Regions from separate parts of the Mus musculus genome. Here region 1 is linked to region 2. The links are chromatin contacts, called in public promoter capture Hi-C maps. All regions are on one chromosome and are shown on one strand. The core of a region is the stretch at or near the end of the contact, and the rest is flanking DNA. Distances in the headings are between cores, read along the strand shown.

What was found. Capture Hi-C pulls out chosen DNA fragments and counts their contacts.
Region 1: a contact with region 2 is called in a promoter capture Hi-C map of adipose tissue. A contact is called at or near these places in 4 of 39 promoter capture datasets (embryonic stem cells, hematopoietic stem and progenitor cells, liver and 1 more), 4 of 130 datasets of targeted methods (the SCID.adh cell line and embryonic stem cells) and 3 of 9 other capture datasets (adipose tissue, liver and pancreatic islet).

The regions. Positions count from the first base shown.
Region 1 is chr19:8,848,688-8,852,365 of GRCm38.p6, reverse strand. It overlaps Lrrn4cl (LRRN4 C-terminal like), which reads right to left and starts at 1,598. Exons shown (of 2, transcript NM_001013019.3): 1 at 1,254-1,598; 2 at 1-711. The coding sequence starts at 706.
Region 2 is chr19:8,796,859-8,800,381 of GRCm38.p6, reverse strand. Polr2g (polymerase (RNA) II (DNA directed) polypeptide G) reads left to right here and starts at 1,825. Exons shown (of 8, transcript NM_026329.2): 1 at 1,825-1,923; 2 at 2,049-2,158; 3 at 2,987-3,146. The coding sequence starts at 1,912.

The sequences.
Region 1 (3,678 bases), core at 349-2,848, 52 kb before region 2:
ACGCTTGGGCCATACCTTGACGTCGGGGGCAACCCCATCGCTCACGAAGGCAGAAATGCCAAACCAGGGCTGCACAGCTCAGCAGAGCTAAGGCTGTGCCCACTCCCACGGCTGCATAGACCAGGGTAACAGGCTTAGGCGGCATGATAAACTTGCGACAGGGCCCAAAGGAAGGGCCAGTCCAGTTCTCAGGACCCTCGACTTCTGCCCCAGGAACATTGCTCTCACCTGCGTCATTAGCAGCCACCACGCAAAGGACATAAGCAACCCCAGGCTTTAGTCCCTTCAGCTCTGCTCTTCGAACTGTAGCATTGAGAGGGGCACTCTTCTGTGGAGCCCCGTTGCTTTCCCAAAGCAGAAGCCAGTAGTGGCTGACTGGAGAGAAGGGAGCACACCAGTGAACCACTGCGTAGCCTTCTTCAGCCATTATTTGCACTTCTCCCAGGCGAGGAGGCTCTGGCTGTTGATCTTCCCTGGAGAGCCCTGGGCACAGGCAGGCTACTGGCCCAACCTTCTGCAGCTCCTGGCAGGACACCTGCAGGTGGCGGCAACGGTCATAGTCGCAACGGACAGCTAAGGAAGGTGTAGCTACTGTCACATCATCCTCTTCCCCTTCCTGGTAGTCTTCCAGGGTCAAGATCTGAGGTTGGGAAACCAAGGAGGTGGTCATGGCTGCCAGCCACAGAAGGGAAAGAGAGCCCAACATGGAGTCTGGAAGAGAAAGAGTGAATGGGTAAATGCTGTCAGCCCTGTCTTCCAGGGCTATGTGAAGTATGTGAAAAGTACACTATGTGAAAAGTACAACATAGAATCAAGACCGAAAGAGGTGGGCTGAGACATACAGTCATTGTCAACTGGCTTTTCAGAAGCCAGTGTTCTGGATTTTTGGCTGGTCTAAGGCTGCCCTTCAACTCTGTCTACACCTCCAAATCATTAGAATTATTAACATCACAAATGACTGCTTTGTTTGGGATAAAAATAATGAAATACGGCCCCACAGGAGAGAGAGATGTTTGGGAAGCACCGTGCAAAGTGCTAGAAGCAGGCATCTAATGGATAAACAAAAGTGCTGGGGAAAGAGGTAGAGGAAAGGATTTATTCAGTTTGGGGAAGAAAGGTGGACTGAGTCCACAGCCATCCTGAGAAATAACCAATCTAGAGCAATGCTTAGTAAGATTTACAAAAATCCAGAGAGAAGGCAGGAGATGAAGGAAGAAAGGGCGGCGGTGGGCACTGGAGTCCTCCCTCCCTACCTGCATTTGTACAAATCCCGCTCAGGCAATTCAGACTTCTCTCTGTGCACCCTCTTCCCGGGACCCACAGTAGCCCCTCACCAGTGGGTAGGCCTCGTCACAGTGAGGGTTTGCCCCCAGATATCCGTGGCTATCAGGCGGAGAGGCCACTGTCAGGTTGTATCTTCAATTCTATTTTGGTTGAGAACTTTTATACTCCTCAACTCTGATGTCATCACCTAGCCCCTGTGTGCCAAGAAGAGGGCTGGTTCCCTCAGAGGGACTGAGTCACGGGGCCAGGGAGAGGGGAAGCCACATGCAGCGGTTTCAGCTGGAGGCCAGGATGCCTGGGTTCTGACAGAGGAATGAAATGTGGAAAGCAGCCAGGAACTGAGAATCCAAAGGCTGCAGTCATGTGAAAGGATGGGGAGAGGAGTATTATCGGAGGAGGGAGGGAGGGAGGGCACCTGGCTGGTATCAGACAGGAAAACATCTGTGGATGGCTTGGGGCCTAAATTACAAAAAGCTGTTTTGGTAAAAATCCTTCCGCGTTCATGGCAGTCATTTCCTGTCTTCTGCCTCCCAATGGACAGAAAAGGGAGGGGTGTAAAGTCCAGAGTGATGCTCTCCGGGCACGCCCTCCTCTGACCCCCTCCCCTGAGGGAGATGAGAATCACATGCTAGAGCAGGATGCCTCTTACTGGCCAGGACAGGGTTTCTTCCCCAGGTTATGGACGGAAAGAGCTACATTGAGTGTGGTGGTGCATGCCTGAATTTCTTAGCACTAGGGAGGCTGAGGACGATCACTAGGAAACAGCCTGCGTAACATAGTGAGACCCTACCTCAGAAAATAAGCCAAAGCCATAACGCTTGTAATTCAGTACTTGGGATCTGTGGCAGAAGAGTTGCTAAAGGTTTGAGGCCAGCCTCTAAGAATGTTTAAAACTTAATAATAAAAAAGGAAGAAAACAGCCTGGCGTGATGGCTCATGCCTTTAATCCCAGTACTCGGGAGGCAGAGGCAGGCGGATTTCTGAGTTCGAGGCCAGCCTGGTCTACAAAGTGAGTTTCAGGACAGCCAAGGCTACACAGAGAAACCCTATCTTCAAAACAAAACAAAACAAAACAAAAGCAGTACAGGGCTAGAGAGATGGCTTAGTAGTTAAGAGTATTGGCCAGGGGGCTGGTGAGATGGCTCAGTGGGTAAGAGCACCCGACTGCTCTTCCGAAGGTCCAGAGTTCGAATCCCAGCAACCACATGGTGGCTCACAGCCATCCGTAACAAGATCTGACTCCCTCTTCTGGTGTGTCTGAAGACAGCTACAGTGTACTTACATATAATAATAAAATTTAAAAAAAATGGCCCCGTGGGCTTATATATTTAAAAAAAAAAAAAAAAAGAGTATTGGCCAGTCTTCCAATTTCAAATCTTAGCACTAGATGGTGGCTGTGTGGGCTGGTCTTATGTCAAGTTGACACACAAACTAGTCATCTAAAAGGGAGAAATCTTGAGACAAGCTCCACAACATCTGGCTGTAAGGTATTTTCTTAACTAGAGATTGGTGGTGGAGGGCCCAGCCCATCATGGATGGGGGCATCCCTGGGCTGGTCATCTTTGGTTCTATAAGAAAGCAGGCTGAGCAAGCTAAGTGGAACAGCACCCCTCCATGGGCTCTGCATCAGCTCCTGCCCCCAGGTTGCTGACCTAATTTCCTTTGATGAACAGCAATATGGAAGTGTAAGCCAAATAAACCCTTTTCTCCCCAACTTGCTTTTTGGTTGTGGTGTTTTATCACAGCAATAGAACCCTAAGACAGTGGCTTATTCACAGCCATGTATCTGCAGTTCTGGGAGATTAAATGCCCCCTTCCAGCCTCCAGTGGTACCCAAACTCACATGCACAGAATAAAAAATAAAACACTTAAAATGGGAACACACTGGGGGGCTAAAGAGATGTCTGAGTAGTTAAGAGTGCTTGCTGGCTGTTCTCAGAGAGTACAGTTCAGATCCCAGCACTCATGTGGGGAGGCTCACAGACACCTGTAACTCCAGCTCCAGGGGATCTGACATCCTCTTCTACCTCTCTCTTAGCAACCCACATGTCCATACATCCAGAGAAGCAGCACACATACACAGATATAAAAACAAATAATAAAAAACTGATACCCAGGGCTGGAATGATGGCCCAGTGGTTAAGAGAGTTTCCTGGTCTTACAGCAGATATAGGTTTGGTTCCCAGCTTCGATATGGTAGCTCATAACTCTCTATAACTCCAGCCTCTGGGGATCTACCCTCTTCTGACCTTACGGGCATTTGCACACATGTGGTGCATATGTTTATGTAGGTTCATACAGAGATACATAAAACAAAATCTTCCATGACCCAAGTTTGACTCTGCGGAACCCACATGGTGGTGGATGGAGAGAACTGACTCTAAAATATGTCCT
Region 2 (3,523 bases), core at 576-3,075:
AGCTCAGCCTCTATCACCATCCACTGAGTCCTACTTATACTCTCTCCAAACATCACATGTTCTCCATGAGTCTTGACGCAGCACATGCGTCTGTCTTACCTGACATCACTCTGCCAATCAGCCCAAGTCCGAAGAAGCAGCAAGAAACTGCAGCACACCACCAAAAGTTTTTTGGTGCATTTCTCCCTATGGAGTCCTGACAAATTCAACTCAACTGTGCAATGGAAGGCAGGCCAATACATGCCAGTTTTTAGCAAAGAATCCTTTATCACGTGTCCTTTCATGTGCTTGCTTTAGCAGTACATCTCTCTCCTGTGTCTGCTTCAACTAAATGTTCCTTCATGAGTCTGCCTTACTCTTTCACCTGTGTCCACTTCAGGAAAACACTCCTTCACGTGTTAGCTCCAGCAAAATACCTTCCAACACAACTGACAAACCTTAAGCTTCCACTTTACCCAGGACTTCAAAAGAAAAGGCAAGAGAATTGTTAAAAGTTCAAGGCAAGCTTCCTCTACAAAACAAATTCCAGGCCGTCCATGGCTACATAATAAAACCCTGTCCCTCAAATAGAAAAGAAAGTAAGCCTAGTGCATGCCTGCAGACATAATCTTTTTGTTTGTTTGCTGTCTTTTTGGGGTTTTTTTGTTTTGTTTTGTTTTTTAAGACAGCCTTGTTTATGTGCCCCTGGCTGTCCTGGAACTCACTCTGTAGACCAGGCTGGCCTCAAACTCAGAAATTCACTTGTCTCTGCCTTCCAAGTGCTGGGATTAAAGGCGTGCGCCATCATGCCCAGCTAAGTGATTTCTTTTTAATTATGTGTACTTAATAATGTATGCTACCTATGTGTGAGTATGAGCCTATGAGTACTGGTACCTTCTGAGGCTACGAGAAGATTTCAGGTCCCCTTAGAGCTGGAGTTGTGAAATGCTAGTGTTAGTAACTGAACTCAGGTCCTCTTTGAGAGCTTTATTTTTATTTACATGTAAAAAAAAAAAAAACCGTTATTCTTATTTTATATGTGTGAGTGTTCTGGCTACAGCTATGTCTGTTCACCACAAGGGTGCTGTGTTCATGGAGGCCAGAGGGCACTGGATCCCCTGGGATTGAAGTATAGATAGAGAGTTGAGTCAGCATGCTTGTGCTGGGAATCAAACCTGGATCCTTTGGAAGAACAATCATATCCCCAGCTGCCTAGCCTTTCTTTTTATTTTACAAGCATGGGTGTTCTGCCTGTATGTGTGTTTGGGTACCACTCACATGCAGTGCTGAAGGAAGCCAGAAGAGGATGTCAGCTCTCCCTGAGCTGGAGTTACAAAGAAGAGTGTGAGCTACCCTGTGGGTGCTGGGAATTAAATCCTGGACCTCTGCAAGAGGAGCAAGTGCTCTTAAGGACTGAGCTATTTCTTCAGCCCCCAAATTAAATAATAATAATTTTTTGGTTTTTTTTAAATATGTGTAAATGTTTTACAGGGTTGTATACACAGCCCAGGTTACCCTGGAACTCACTTTGTAGCTGTGGCTTAGCCTTAAGTTTAGAGATCTGTTTGCCACGGCTGGGTTTAAGGGCATGTGGTAAAAGTCAGACCTAAAATAACTCACATTTTTTGGTTGGTTTTGGTTTTGGTTTTGGTTTTGGTTTTGGTTTTGGTTTTAGTTTTGGCTTTGGTTCTTCGAGGCCGGGTTTTTCTCTGTAATCCCGGCTGTCCTAGAATTTGCTTTAAGTAGGAGGGGAGTATGAACGGTGGTGGGCAGGCCTGAGGGGCGGGGCTTCATGTATCCCCGCCCATGACGTTAAGACTCAATCAGCGCTGCGGAAGCGACCGCAGAGAAGTGGTGGGACTTCTGCAAGTGCTTCCGGAGAGGTCTCTGCGTGGGAAGTTCTGGGCGCTGCGGGCCAAGCTTCTGCAGAAGATGTTTTATCACGTGAGCTGGATGCGGGGTAACTGTGAGGGGCAGTCACAGGAGGATCCTGGAGGCCCGGAAGGGCCGACAGGTCGCCTCCTGTCCTCAATGTGGCTGGCTGAGTCTCCATCTTCCTTTCTCTGCAGATTTCCCTGGAGCACGAGATCCTCCTGCACCCACGATACTTCGGTCCAAACTTGCTCAACACGGTGAAGCAGAAGCTGTTTACCGAGGTGGAGGGGACCTGCACTGGGAAGTGAGTTTCTGCTTCACAGAGAGGTCTGCTGAATGCACGCACAATGGCGCTAGTCTCTAACCTCTTCTTAACTCCTTCTGTCAGGGCTTGTCGCTTACTCTGAGGAACCCTTTCACCCCTCCAGGCACCTGAAGCAGCCAGTTTTTGCCTGTTTTAGACACTCTGAAAAGCTACTAAAGAAAATTTTCTTCCCTTATGTGAGATAAGACCGTTATTATGCAAATGTTTTTGAGTTTTGAGATGGCCTCACTATGTGGACCAAGCTGGGCTCTAATTCAGAGATCTGCCTGCCACTGAGTGCTGACATTAAAGGCTTTCATCACAATTCTCTGACTCGTTTGTGGTTTTTGAAAGACCTGTCTCAGCTTTGACCCTGGCAAGTCCTCCTGCCTTAGCCTACATGGTACTGAGAGAATAGGTGTATGTCAGCATATCTAGGCCTTCTTGGGCATTTACTGTACCATCATGAGAGCATCATTTAATATTTCATGTGCTAAGCTGGTCGGGGGTGGCGCATGCCTTTAATTCCAGCACTTGGGAGGCAGAGGCAGGTGGATTTCTGAGTTCAAGGCCAGCCTGGTCTAAAGAGTGAGTTCCAGGACAGCCAGCGCTACACAGAGAAACTCTGTCTCGAAAAAACATATATATGTGTGTGTGTGTGTGTGTGTGTGTGTATATATATATATATATATTTAGGTGCTAATCTGTGTCCTGTCTCTTCTTGATCAATGAACCATCTGAACAGAGGTTCTTTCACACAGAGACTCTTATTGCTGGTGGCTTTTCAGAGGCTCTTCACATAGCTGTCTTCTTTCATTTTTCATGCAGATATGGCTTTGTAATTGCTGTCACCACCATCGACAATATTGGTGCTGGTGTGATCCAGCCAGGCCGAGGTTTTGTTCTTTATCCAGTGAAATACAAAGCTATTGTTTTCCGGCCCTTTAAAGGTGAAGTGGTGGATGCTGTGGTCACTCAGGTCAACAAGGTAAGAGTATTATTCATAGAAAGGTTATGGGGTATTTCCTAAGGTGAGGGTTCAGTCCCTAGTCCACTTACTAGTTGCCTTAAGTCTTTTGTTGTTGTTAAGATTCATTTTATCTTAGTTTTTTGGTTTTTCTTTTCTGGTTTTAGGGTTTTCTTTTTTCTTTTCTTTTCTTTTCTTTTCTTTTTTTTTTTTTTTTTTTTTTTTTTTTGAGACAGGGTTTCTCTGTGTAGCCCTGGCTCTCCTGGAACTCACTCTGTAGACCAGGCTGGCCTCGAACTCAGAAATCCACCTGCCTCTGCCTCTCAAGTTAAAGGCATGTGCCACCACTACCCAGCAGGTTTTTTGTTTGTTTGTTTGGTTGGTTGGTTGGTTGGTTT